Linked DNA regions of Drosophila melanogaster: region 1 is linked to region 2. The links are chromatin contacts, called in public Hi-C maps. All regions are on one chromosome and are shown on one strand. The core of a region is the stretch at or near the end of the contact, and the rest is flanking DNA. Distances in the headings are between cores, read along the strand shown.

Region 1 (6,518 bases), core at 1,617-4,116, 2.6 Mb after region 2:
AAGTAAGGTATATGGGAACGAACGAGGTTGGGTTGGTTGCTGGCCATTCGGGGGTTTTCTAGCCAAAGTGGCGGGTTTTCAAAGAACTAATCTGCCCAAAGGACCAATTGTAATGTGAGCACATCACTAAAATAATCGATAGATTGCCATATCTGATGGGGTTTTGGGTGGCTGCCTGGGAGACTGGGGTGCGTATAAGCCTATTTGGGGCACTTCAGATGCAGCATTGCAGTGGTAGCGGCTGTCCTCCTTCATCCTTCAGCCAGCCGTCGGAAGAATGTCCACTCACACGTCACGGCTGTGGTGCTCTGCGCAATTAAGGCACCGCCGAGGACCCGGGTACCCACTGGTGATGACACCACGGCGCTGCTGCTGGGTCAGGTGGTATTGGAAATCGAAGACAATGGGGCTGCTTAAATTCATTTTAATAATTGCGTGTAAACCGCCCGTTGACGCAGGTGAAACGCAGGCGAGCAGGTGAGCCGGGCCAGTACATATACCTGGTCGAGTCGCGTCCATGTGGCCCGGCACTCGTGTGGAAACATTAGCACATGCCGGGAAAACGAGACCCGACTCCGAAAGTGTCCAATGCGACGGCGACGGCGATGACGTGCTAGCGCTAGAGATCAAGAATCCAGAGAGTCAAGCAGCCAAACAACAGCCAAGCGACCAAGCGAATCGCCCATCTAGCAACAGTCTAACAATCACTCTAATCGAGTCGTAAACCTGTTCATGTTGTTCCACCCAGCCATCTTGTTGGGTACCTAAGCGCTAGAAGGGACAGCCTATGGTGGCTATTCGTATGCGCTACAATTGGTTTTGTATCTGAACGGTGAGCTGCGCTACTCTTCATACATTGTTTACCATGCTATCGATGATATCATATCGAAATAAAGCTGTCAAAAGAACTGAAACTTCCGTTTTTGAAAAGCCTAACAACCCGATTAGAAGAAATCTATTAAGCACCGCATTAAGCTGAAAGAGCGAAAAACTTAATCGCCGTGAATACAAGCTGATGTGTGTGTTTTAGATACACATGCTAGCTGAAGCGTCTGGCTATCGATTGTGTTTGCATTGAGATTTGTTCGCACCTTTATGCTACAGCAAATTAATGACGCAACAACGTGTAAGTGCACTGGGAGAAATTCCTGAGGCAGGTCAGTAACGACAACGGTCGGGGAAAAATCCCTTGCGTTAGTTTCGTGTTCGAAAGGGCCATAAAATTTCCGAATCGACAGATGTTTGGGTTCCGGGAAGCAGGACCATCCATCCATTTCTGCCTGCTTGAGATCCTACCTACCCGGTGGTTGCCTGCATTTGAAACCGTTGTCTAACCTTGAAGTAACTACGGTCGTACCAACCAAGCCGATAACTCGAGAAATTGGCACAGGTTGTCCTCAGGAATCTAGATACCATTGTTCAACACCGAGAGGTGGTCTCACAAGCCCGATGAGCACGACTATTCGTATCGCGAGAGACCCACCAATCTTGGGCCGACGAGCGTCAAGCCACTCGAACGGATACTGAGAGTTCGGCGGACGGAAAGTGAGACAGTGACAGCCAGAGAAGAACGGTAGGCGGCCCATGGAAGCACAGCGAAATGGAGACGCAAATCGGCTTATCAGGCAGCGATGTTCAGGCAAAAAGTCATCGCTGCTCCTCAAATATGTGATAACTGAGTGGACGACGGGCCACGATTACAGGTGTTTACGTTCACCATGCCGCCTCGGTTGGGATGCCGCGGAACATGTTCGCCGGTTTTAATTAGCGATCCGCCTGTCGACAGTCGTCCGCTCGCTCTGTCGTCGACCGTATTATTCAGATTACCAGATATATAGCCTAGGTATTCGTATTTGCCATTGCTTTCGCACGAAAATAGCTGAAAGCGTGAGAGGCTGTCCAATCGAAACTCGACTGTTGGATACCCGGCAAACGATAGTTATTACCCTTTCGTCGATAGGCTACTGGAAATAGCACCAAGAACCTTATGTCTTCCGGTCGAATTCCTCTAGTATTACTTTATGGGTTGTTATTCCGCTCGTTAATGTGCACATTTTGAATGAACTTGAAGATCAACCTCGCAGTGATTGTCCCACTGATAACACAGATTTATAGAGAAGAGCCAGTACAACTCGAGCACGTTGACTACCAGGTGATATGGGCGATATGTTATAGCCTACTCGGCAGTTCCAGTTTCCCATATATTGGGCGATTCCTGAACCCACTGGGTTCGTGCGGCGAACGAAGCCATCACCATCAAATGGTCGAACCACAAGTGCGGGATCAACAGAAAGATTGGCACATGAAAAAAGAGTCAAGGGTGGACCCAATTCGACGAGTGATAGGCATTGGCATTTAAGTCGAAGTCTTTGGTGGGGCCATTAGGACTTAAGGATGTTTAATATTTCTGGAAATTGCCGATTTCGAAAACTAACCCTTAAATGTTTTCGAATCTTATGGGGTTGCAAATTGCTGTTTTCTTGCTATTTCTCCAGTTCTCTAATTCTAGTTTTAAGACGCATAATCCCGGAATAGAGCATTTCCCCGATTGCGTGCATCTAAATAGTTAGAATCTCAAAAATAGCTGCCCGCTTTCCTGGTCCGCGAAAATCACCTGCTTCCCCACACGTTACCAATCAATTGACCCCAATCCGCGACGACATTGCGTCCCACGCTGGTCCACTCTATAAATACGAATACCGTGCTGAATACAACACACAGCACACACATCTGCATCTGCGGCAACAATGCTGCAACACTTCTTCCCATCGGCAACATCCACATCCACTGTTCTGCTCTGTTCTGTTCTGTTCCACCGACGAACGGTCAGAACGCCACAGAGTGACTGCACCACACACACCACACACCACCATCGCCGCTACCAACCCCCAGACCCCGCCCCCAGGCCCACAAGCGCACCACTGGCGCGCGCAATTTTCAAATTTACCGCCAAACGCGCCCACAACCGTACTCACGGAACCCAAGCAGATTTTGTATGGAATTAATCAGGAAACCCACTCAACTTGTCATTTGCGGATCTAGTTTTGATCGCAGCGCCTCGGGAAAAAGCCCAAAATTAAGCGGATACTACCAGCTATAGCCTCGATCAGTCTCTGAACCGATCCGAACAAAGGTATTCAAGTTATAGGCAAAAATGTCTGCAACCGATTTGGCGCAAGAAGAAGCAAGCGGCAATTTCTAGCCATCGAACGGACGGCAAGCTCAGTCTTGTACGAACCGTCGACGGGAGCACATATCGGTGGTTAGCAAACCAAAGGAAAACGGATATTCCATACATCAGTGGGGCCTACGAGTAAATCCTTTTGCCTGCCGTAGCGCCGCCTGATATATGGCACCTCCTAAAGCCTTACTATATAGATACTATATTATCAGAAAATCACCGCAAAATAATATACCAAAAATCCAACGATCGCTCTGCTCTGGGCTGTTGTTGTTGTCTTATCGACTGCGGCTGTACAAATGCCGCGGCGATTTTTTGAGTGTATTGTATGGGCCAATGGCGTGGGAGAGAGAGAGCGAGTGAGCGTCGTAACGATTTCGGGGAGAGCGAAAAAGAGAGCAGCGAGAGCGTTTAAAGAAAGTTACTCTCTCCTCGAGAGGCAGTGCTTAAATAGACGGCCCGCAGCTGAATCGCATTCAGTGTGTTTGTGTGCTTCGTTCGGTGCGGTTCTCTCTGTCTCTCTCTCGCCTTCCCCGAGTATTTTGCGCTGGTTTTTTGTCAACAACAAGACAATCCACAAAACCAACCCGAATTGTTCTCTATATAACGCAGAAACTAAATAGTTCCGGAAAACCTCAAAGAAACCAATTCAAATATGTCGGCTGCTACGGAACAACAGAACAACGGCGATGTGGCCGTGGAGAAGGTGGCGGCAGATGATGTGTCTGCTGTCAAGGACGATCTCAAGGCGAAGGCGGCCGCCGAGGATAAGGCCGCTGCTGCCGATGCCGCCGGCGACGCGGCCGACAACGGTACGTCAAAGGACGGCGAGGATGCCGCCGATGCCGCCGCCGCTGCCCCCGCAAAGGAATCCGTGAAAGGCACCAAGAGGCCAGCAGAAGTGAGTACTGATCTATGTGACTAGGTAGTTGTTTACGCGGTAAAACCAAAAGGAGGCCCCTCTAATGATTCACTCCAAGCCAATATGCCAGTAGCATAGCATTGTTCGAGGAAAAATTCTAGAAATAGATATACACACGTTTTTCGGAACAGCGCACTCTCCCAATGGCTTACATATGCCCCCAAAAGAGAGAGCGTATAGCTGGCTCGGTTGTGCGTTTGTGTTGTTTACGATTAACCAAGATGATTGCGGGTCCGGCAATCAAAGATTATTGTTGTTAGGTTCAAATCGAGGTTAGGAGGGCCGCCGTGCTTATATAGGCGGGGAGTACAGTTAGCCAGGGCCTTTTCTTTGGTGGGGTGGGTAATGTGTTTTTAATAAACCCATAGGTCATTAGCATTGACGTGTCCGCTGAACAGCGTTACCCAGCAATAGATACATTGTGGCATTACGTCTATAACTCATACGCTTGGCCTTATTTATCAGTCGCTGTGGCTACGGGAATTGCAAATGCAAACGCAAACGCAATTCAGCGCGATGCCAATGCACTCTCTCAATGAAAACACACATTGCCGGCCGGTAAATTACTCATGTCATGTTTGGCCACTTTATTTTTGGTTAGTATCGCCAAGAGCACGCGGTATTCGAACAAGTTTTGGGGGCCTGAAGCAGTCGCATTCCATAATCGAGTAGCACATTTCTTGATAAAAATAAAATAGTTCGGCCAGTAAGGCAGATAAATTGGCAAATCAAGCGCTTTTCTCAGACTCAAACTCGAAATAAAAATGTACAGTTTAACGGGAGCGTTCTCTCGCTCTCTCTCTCTCTCCCCGGAGAAAGATAGATACAAATAGAGAGCGCTGCTAACTCTCTCCCTCGTAATTTGTATACACACCGTTTTGTCTGTTTGCGTATGTGCTTACATTTATCTTTCACTTTTTTTTCTGCTCTGCCTTATGCGTATTTATTTTAGTACATAAAACAAGACGGCTAAACAGGGTGTCGCAAAAGTTAGTTGGGTTTCTTCGGGATTCAATTGAATAATGATCATTATCCCATGATCATGAATTAGTTGAGATACGTTTGGCACGGATAATTCTTAGTGGTACAGTAACGAATTGTATAGATTTCAAGAATAGTTTTGAAAATTATTCGTTGGTTTCCATATCTTTCGATTCCAAACAACAGATTAGCTTTTGTCCCTATAAATGTATCTTCACGCTTAGAAAACACAAACTAAAACCTCTAACTAAATCAAGATACATTGATTACCCAGTTATAACACCAGTAATAGTAGGCTTAGTTCTTGCCAATACAGATACACCCTGTTCGTCTTAATCCTCTATTGGCCTTTTCTCGAGTTCTGGGTCTCGTGACTTATGCTGTAAGCGAAGTGAAAAAGGGGGGCGATGGGTGGCCATTAATTTTGCACATTTTTCCACAGTCCGATTGTTTTTCGCTTCTTCCGCTTTGTAACAGTCTGGTAAATAGGGCCCTTGTGTTGCGGCTTCTCTTCGACTTGGGAACGTGACCGCCTATATACTGCCATAAACCATATACCATTATGTGTATCTTGTTGTTGGTTGGTCAGCGGCAAAAGTTAAACCCACGCATGTTGTTGTTTTGCGCCTTTTTCGCTGCCGACGTCGCTGCAGCAGCTGTCGTTCGGATGGCTGTGAGTGAGAGCGAGAGATTCATTCATGCAGTTCAGGTACAGTTTACAGTGCTGCGGATTCAGATGCTCTCTCTCTGGCGCTCTCGCCCGCTCTCTATCTTACAGGGCACGCTTCGTTTCGTATCTCACGGATGCGGATACATATGTCGCTGCCGGCGTCGCTGCTTATTGTTTTTTTTTCCTTCCCCCTTATGTAGTAAATATGTCGCCTTGTACATACGGAGCACAGATGTAATGTAGCGCGGTTGCACTTGTAATCCACTCTCTCACGTACTCTCTCTCCCGCTGTCTCTTTTTGCCGCAGCGAATTACATTGGCGCGCGCATTTTTCAAATGTTTTTTTACGGCGAAAATAACGATTTTCGTCGCTGCTTGTTTTGTGTGCTGAAAATATACATTTTATGACTATGTACACACGCACAGGAAGTTGAGAGGGGTATTGGATGCCCTTGATCAAGGAGATGTGTGGGTTTGAGTTGGGCGCGTAGGACCATTTCGCTCCGTAATTCTCCCTAATATCCTTTAGTTTGTTTCTCAGATTAATATCAAAAATGCATAATTAATAGTGACGGGCCCCTTATTTCTGTTCAATAAACTTGCTTGTAATACAGTAAATCATCAGCGGAACAAAAACCAAAGGAACTCTACTAACTTCTCTTTTTTCGCTTCCAGGCCAAATCCGCAGAATCAAAGAAGGCCAAGAAGGCCGCGGCCGCCGATGGAGATTCCGATGAGGAAGAGGCTCTGGAGGAAATCATCGA
Region 2 (7,228 bases), core at 1,302-3,801:
CTCTAAAAATATTAACTAGAGGAACTTAAGCATTACATACGATCGTTCCCTTTGGCTTCTAAAGTTATCCAACACAGTCCGAAACGGATACAGAGCTCCCCCCACAACAGCCATTTAATCCCTACGACCGTGTCAAATGAATTTGACTTGTGCTGGCCGCTAGTCCTATCTCTTCGTCCGATTCATCTGAATCCAATGGACTCACTCGAATGGCTTGGTACCACTTGTTAGTCAGGTCGGCCATCTGTGACTTGCACTCGTGCAATTCCTGACTATTGAACCGACGTGTAAAAAACGGAATAAAGTACTTGCGATCCATGCGCCCAAAACGATCGCGCGCTTGAGTAAAGGTGACGTCCTCTTCCTCGGTGAGTTCAGACAAGTGTTCAGAGTCGATTGCCTGGCCCCATTCGCGAGTTTTCGATAGGGAAATAGATTTTGAACGCTTCCTACCGCTGCCGTTGCGTCGACCTCCCTCCTCAGCGGCATTCCTTCCAGAGCCGCGTGCCCGCCGTTTTTTTCCTGGCTTAAGGTACTTTAGCAGAGGCATTGTGGAGCCCCCCAGCACTAGCGTGGTAAATAGCACAATGATTAATCTGAAATTTTAATTCTTCAATGACTGAGCATTATTTTACAATCCGGAATATGCTTACGTTGTTGTTATGATGACGTGTCGTTTCTCCTGGCTGTCAAGATTCAAGTGCAAAGATAGCGCGTAGGAAATCGCTCCGCGTAGGCCAGAAAACCACATAATGAACTGCATCTTGTTATTGATCTTATGCTCGCGAAATTTGTTGACCAAGAACGCGAGCGGAAAAATATTGCAGGCGCGGCCAATTAAGCAAAGCACAATGGCCCATATAACAAAAGATAGTTCAACTTGGTGTTTAAAAGAAAAGATTGCTAATCCCAGATAAGCAAACACGCAGGTCTCAGCAATGAAAGCTAGTGTCCTCATCGTCTGCTGCATGGTAATTTGGGTAACCTACGATTAAAAAAGTTTTAATAATATATAAAATAGGGATATCATATGACTTACAGTGGATAGGTTGAAATGCGTGTAGTGGGACATGACGATTCCGCAAAATAGTATAGCCATAATACCTATAGTTGAAAAAAATGTTTAGCTTTTAGAGTCATAGTCAACAACATTGATATACCGCTTAAGTGTATTCCCTCTGCCAAGACGTAAGGTGCGTAAGTAAACATTAGCATCATCGCGAACTCGAGGGATGGATGCTTTCGTAAATCGATGTGCTTCAGAAGAAGAGCCGAAATTAGTGCAAATATGACTCCAATGCCCGCCGAAGCAAAGAACATCGCGCAAAAGGTCTTCAACGCGCTGAACATGGCTTCTCCAGTGCTGGCCTCAGCATTGACGTTAGCGGATTGGGTTATGGATGCAGTCAGCACAATAGATATGGCGTCGTTGAGGATGCTTTCGCCGAATACCAACATGTTGAGTATGGGGTCTACGTCAAGAGCATGGAAAATTGCCACTGTTGCCACAGGATCAACAGCAGAGATGAGAGAACCGAAGGCAAAGGATTCCGAAAAGCTTAGGCTAAAATTTAGGATAAATTATTGAATGAAATTGACAATTTATTTTAAACTTGCCGAAATGCCACCTCCCCCAGGCCCAGCAGGTAAATCCCCGCCCCGATGACTAGTGCAGAAATTGTTGTACCGAATATGGCAAAGACCAGTATGGATCCGATGTTCTGAAAGAAGTTTCCCTTGTGCAGATTGTAACCGGACTCGAATATAATGGGCGGCAGGAGCACCAGAAAGAAGCCCATGGGCGAGAAGACCTCTTCACGTTTCCAACTGCCATTCTGCCCAGACATAACGTTCAGCGAAAGGCCAATAAAGGCGCCCAGAAAGACTACCACAATGCTTTCTGGCAGGTACTGGAACCCGGTCTGGAGCATAGAGTGGATAAGCAGGATGCCCAACATGATAACGCAGATGACGAAAAACAGTGAGAGTGAGGAGTTGTGCTCCTGCTCGACAGCATGGGAATCGATTAGAGGCGGATCTGTGACCAATGTGGATGCGTTTCCCCTTTTCGTGGTGCTTGCATTACCAGATGCAGAAATCGAGGGCGTGACATTTCCAAGCGGACTGTTGACGAAGACATCCGAAACGGTGTGGATAGAGCTACTATTATCTGTAGTGGTGGTGTTGCTTGATGTTTTGCTTTGGGGCACCTCCTGTCCACTGATGCTTTCCGGACCCGCGTGCACCAACAGTAAGAGTGCAGCTGCACTATAAGCTACCCAAACCCTCATTTTTGCCGACAAAACGTGACGTGGTCGCTATTAACGCTCGCATTTAACTTTTCACTATTTGTTCAATTTGTTTTTTCACAAACATCTGTTTATCGCCCTATCTGACGTATATCGGGGAGAGTTGCCGTATCATTTTGGCTTATTGGCGCGTGCCTTTCATATATTCAAAAGAAAATTGTGCACTTAATTGCGTGCAGTATATTTTACCATATAATGAATTTATTTAAATAATTGGCTTTTGCCCAGTCATTGTAGCTGATAGCTCTTGTGAAGTGTCTTGAAAATTGAGCATTTTAAGTTTAAATATTTTTGTCTACGTATTGAGAACGTTTCTTACGGCAAAAAGAAAATTATATATGTATTAGAAAAGTGAAATAATAAAAAACCTTGTTATTGGCAAAGTGATAAATTGTTTAGTTAAGGCTATTACAATAACTGACGATAAATCAGTAAAATAAATGCATTGCCACAATCTACAGTTCGCAAGCACCCACCATTTGTGCTCAAGAATAATGTGCCCTGCGCATCTGTTCGTTCAGGCACACGCGATCTTCTTAGGCCCCGTGGGGTCACACCTTATTTGAAAGATAATGGGGCTTGTTGTTTTCGGTTATATTCAGTGGGTATTAGAATTTTAAAAAATGTACATGCAAAAACTGATTACCAGGCTCCTTGATCTTGGCAGACCTTGTTTGTCTTCTTGGCTGTGGCATGACGTAAGCACTTTTTCAAAAGCACAAATTGTTCGAATAGTATGAGAACCCTAATTGACGACTTTCCTTGACAAGATAGTGTCGAACGATCCATCTCCAAAAGGGCAGTCACTCCATGTTAGGGAAAAGCTAGGGTTTCAACAGATACAGACATTCGTTTAAAAATTCGCTTCGAATTGCGCTTCGTGTAGCGATTGTCTATATCATCGAATATGTATATGTCAATTGCTGTACATAAGAGAAGCCGAGAGAGCAATGCTAAACAGATTTTAAAAATTAGGTATATAGGTGGCTGCCGTGGTAGCACATAGTTTTGTTCTGATAAGCTCTTATTTCTTGCCGACTCATCTTCTCAAATGCTGTCTACAAAAATTTATAAATATTATTCGTCTGTAAAAATCATCCGCAGTTGAACGCAGGTTGAGCAGGAAGCTAGTCGAGACTATAATCCATATCTTGTCTGATCCTTTGTTCAAAACCACAGTGAGTATAAAATAAAGGATCTGGATCTAGATTCACTACAGTTCACTCCGGAGCGGGGTGGCAACGCTGGGCGGCGGAACAGCTGCTTAAAACCCAAAAACGTGGAGATACTGAAGAAGTAAAATCATTTGAGAGTACCGAGAACGCTAGGAAAGTTTCCCTAAAGAGCGCCCAAATAAGTCTCAAAATAATAATCGAGTCAGCCGAAGAGAACCGCCTCCTCCGTTTGCGACGATAAGCAAAAGCCCGCTCTCTCGTTGGAGGTATAAATTCTGAATGGCATTAAAAAGTTGCGCTCTTTTTCTTCAGAACCGTCGCTAAGATAGGACGTGTGTTGGCTGCGCCGCTGATTTGGTTGCCGTCGCTGAACCAGTATAACTCAGAATCAGTGTGTATAATTTGTTGAACTAATAGCTAGAACGTCGAACACGCATTTTAAACAGCTAGCAGCACCGAGCCCTCACCTAGCGACTAGTTTAGCTTTGAACCCGCTCAACGTGCGTCTCATGTATGTAGCGACGATTGTGGCAAACGCGCAGCATAAAAACATAAAAGAAGGGCGATTATATAAAAAAAACTATAACGAAAAGTGTGCGAATACCGGAAAATCCCAACAGCCTCGAGGCGGCCTATAGCTTAGATTCGCGAATGCGAAAATAGATGTGTTTTGCAAGAGTTCGGAAAATCAATTTCGTTAAGCGTTTTTTAACAACCGCTAATGTGGCCTCTCTTTCTCTCTGTTCCCCCAGCTCCACCAACAATTTAGCCGACCGGAACTCGGGTTATAGCACTGCTCCCCCATTGCCCCTTCAAACTTCGAGTTACATATTACAAACTACCCATCAACATGCCGCAAAAGACAAACGGACATAGCGCCAACGGATGCAACGGCAGCAATGGCAACTCATATGACATGGAAGACGGAGCTACATTCCTGTTCACTTCCGAGTCCGTTGGCGAGGGTCATCCAGGTGAGTGCTTCATTGCATCTGCGGCGCCTCCTATTGCATCATACCGATAGTGTCAGTGTAAAAAAAGAAACAATCTCAAATGCCCCTTCGGGCGTGGTGAGAGATGTTGCCTGTCAGTTCTCATAACCTGACCAAACTGATTCTCTAGCGTCTGAGGCCCTTCTGTCTGAAGTCCCTTTCCCTGTATACCCAGTTCCACACCTCCACCGTCTACTCACTTCTGCTTACCGCCTGAACTCTAACAAAATGGCGACGAAATTATGTCCATACCTTTGTTGATTTCTACCCAATTTGCACGACTTGAACAGAGGCTGAGAACGGGAAGAAGAGCTAGTAAAACGTGCCTCTGTTGCATCGCCCGGTGACCAAGCCGGAAAGCTGGGACCACGGAGAACAGCTGGCTTCTCTTGAAATCCCCGCACAACAGCGGGCTAAACCTTGTGCTTGGATGGGCAGACGCAATTAATAGACTGGTTCTTTATCGTTTGCGGCTCTCACATATGTATGTATGTGTGTACAGAGAGACTACGTCATGCGCACCATGTGCTTGTGGCTCATGGGAGATGCGAAATTCAAGTATTCTCTACGTTGTTCTACGTTGTCCACGCACTTGTTCATTTGATCGCAGATGGCGATCAAAACAACGGCCAACACAAACATACCTTACATTTTTCTAGACCGCTGTCAAAGCTTATTTTTTTCACCGAAATTGCCAACCACGTGTTTTGCTCGAGCTCGATCTTTTCGCCCCTCCCAGAGTTTGTTTATATCAGCAGTGGCGACCAGTATAGTAGTGTGTTTGACAACAGCTGTTGATAAGCCGAGCGACCTTTTATACTACGCATTGATTACTTTTACTATTCTATACTATTTTATTTTATAATGCTAATTAAGTCGGCTTGGCAAGCTAGCCCTAGACAATCTAGCCCTATACAATCGTGATGATAAGCGCCGAGTGCCATTCAGAAGAATACACCCCAAATGGTTGACATTAATATCGCCTGTCTTTTTGTAATAAATGAGTGACGGACTTGTTAGAATAGATAATTAGACTAGCCGGAAATTGGAAACCCTGAAACCCATTTCAGAGTAGCTACTTTAAACCCTTGACCTAACTAGTTTCCTCGCAATCATTATCCCAGCCGAAATCGATACCATGCGCCATTTCTATGAGTCAACAGTTTTGGTAATTTATGTTGCTATTGCTGACGCATGTTCGAGTTCAATAACGCCTTTACTACGAAAAGTAGCCGAATGTTGACGGACTCCAATTACGCGCCAAGTTTTGAGGCAAGCGCGAGCAACCCGACTGGTATCAGATGAATCCGACTCCCAGGATTTCATGGACGATTCGGCTTCAAATGTCATCATTTTGTGTTTGGACAACACTACGGTCGCCTTATGCTCTTGTTCTGGGAATTGAATTTCGCTGTCAATAGCAGACAGATTAAATGAAACCGCATGGCCCAGCAAATTTTGATCCGTCGCACTGAATAACATTTTGGCCCGTTCCTCCTTCCACTCCCCGACAAAAATGCTTTCCCCTCCTTCTTCGCCCACCTCTGGCTTACCTCTTGCTTACCTTATTTTTTTTAGACAAAATGTGCGACCAAATCAGCGACGCTATCTTGGATGCCCATCTGAAGCAGGATCCAAACGCGAAGGTGGCGTGTGGTAAGTGTTATGAAACCTGGAGTACATGACTGCTCTGACCCAAAATCAGATTTATATTAAATTCGGCCAATGAAGGTGCGCTGACCAACAATAAATAATCTCATTCATAGAATTAATCAAGAATCACCGTGAGTGCCATTCTTTTTGAAGTTGACTTATTCGATAGCGCCAACATAAAAAAACAAGGTCAAACCACCGGCAAATCTGTTTTTGGATTACCTGAAAAAGTTGCCGAAATTTCTTTTAACACATTCCATAATATTTAATACAGAAACCGTCGCCAAGACGGGCATGATTCTGCTGTGCGGCGAGATCACGTCTAAGGCTGTGGTCGACTACCAGAAGGTTGTTCGTGAGACAGTGCAGCACATTGGTTATGATGACTCCTCCAAGGGTAAGTGTCTATTAGGTACATAAACAATTTGTGGGCGGGTATTACAATTCGTTCCCTACGTCGGTCCTACGAACAATACTGTCAACTCAATATTAAATAACAATAAAATCAAATAAAAATCAAAAAGGTTTCGATTGGAAGACACTTAACCTGCTTGTAGCCATCGAGCAACAGTCGCCCAACATTGCCAACGGCGTTCATATCAACCGCGAAGAAGAAGACGTCGGCGCTGGTGACCAGGTACAGCAAAGCTTTCCGTTCTTCTACTACCGCCTAGCACTAAGTGATGCGGAGTGTGTGCGTTCGTTCGTTTCGTTTCATTTGTTAAGTGTTTCCCTTAATTCGTATCTTTCCCACATTAACTTGGCTTGCTCACAGGCCAACAAGAGTTTCGCCTTTGTCATTAAAAGCTGATGAGCAATAGGAATACTATTACTATAACTATTTTTTCTTAAGCCCCAAAAAAAATCAAATTGACTTGTTTCCCACAGCTACGAACCATTTGGTCGAAGACAACTTAACAATTTCACCTCAAGCAAATATATAACGACTGAAATACATAACATATCACACATTTGGATTACACTGCGGGCGTTCTCTAACCACATAAATTGCATTCAACCAAATCCATTGAAAGATTTATGTAATCATTAAAATTCCGCTAGTTACCGTTTTATGGAAGCAAGAGAAGTCTTGCATGCG

Evidence for each region. Hi-C and Micro-C count contacts between places; a contact is called where the count stands out from the background.
Region 1: a contact with region 2 is called in a Hi-C map of the Kc167 cell line, with 4 times the contacts expected there. A contact is called at or near these places in 4 of 107 Hi-C or Micro-C datasets (the Kc167 cell line, eye imaginal disc, larval central nervous system and 1 more).

What each region holds. Positions count from the first base shown.
Region 1 is chr2L:2,749,579-2,756,096 of dm6, forward strand. It overlaps Bacc (Bacchus), which reads left to right and starts at 2,867. Exons shown (of 4, transcript NM_001273031.2): 1 at 2,867-3,262; 2 at 3,794-4,082; 3 at 6,430-6,518. The coding sequence starts at 3,837. Pgk (Phosphoglycerate kinase) reads right to left here and starts at 3,490. Exons shown (of 4, transcript NM_001273029.1): 1 at 3,417-3,490.
Region 2 is chr2L:104,352-111,579 of dm6, forward strand. It overlaps Sam-S (S-adenosylmethionine Synthetase), which reads left to right and starts at 2,552. Exons shown (of 8, transcript NM_205880.1): 1 at 2,552-2,649; 2 at 3,414-3,487; 3 at 4,237-4,458; 4 at 6,055-6,132; 5 at 6,404-6,526. The coding sequence starts at 4,335. Nhe1 (Na[+]/H[+] hydrogen exchanger 1) reads right to left here and starts at 2,381. Exons shown (of 5, transcript NM_134647.4): 1 at 1,618-2,381; 2 at 1,161-1,564; 3 at 1,040-1,104; 4 at 654-985; 5 at 1-596. The coding sequence starts at 2,291. The coding sequence ends at 122.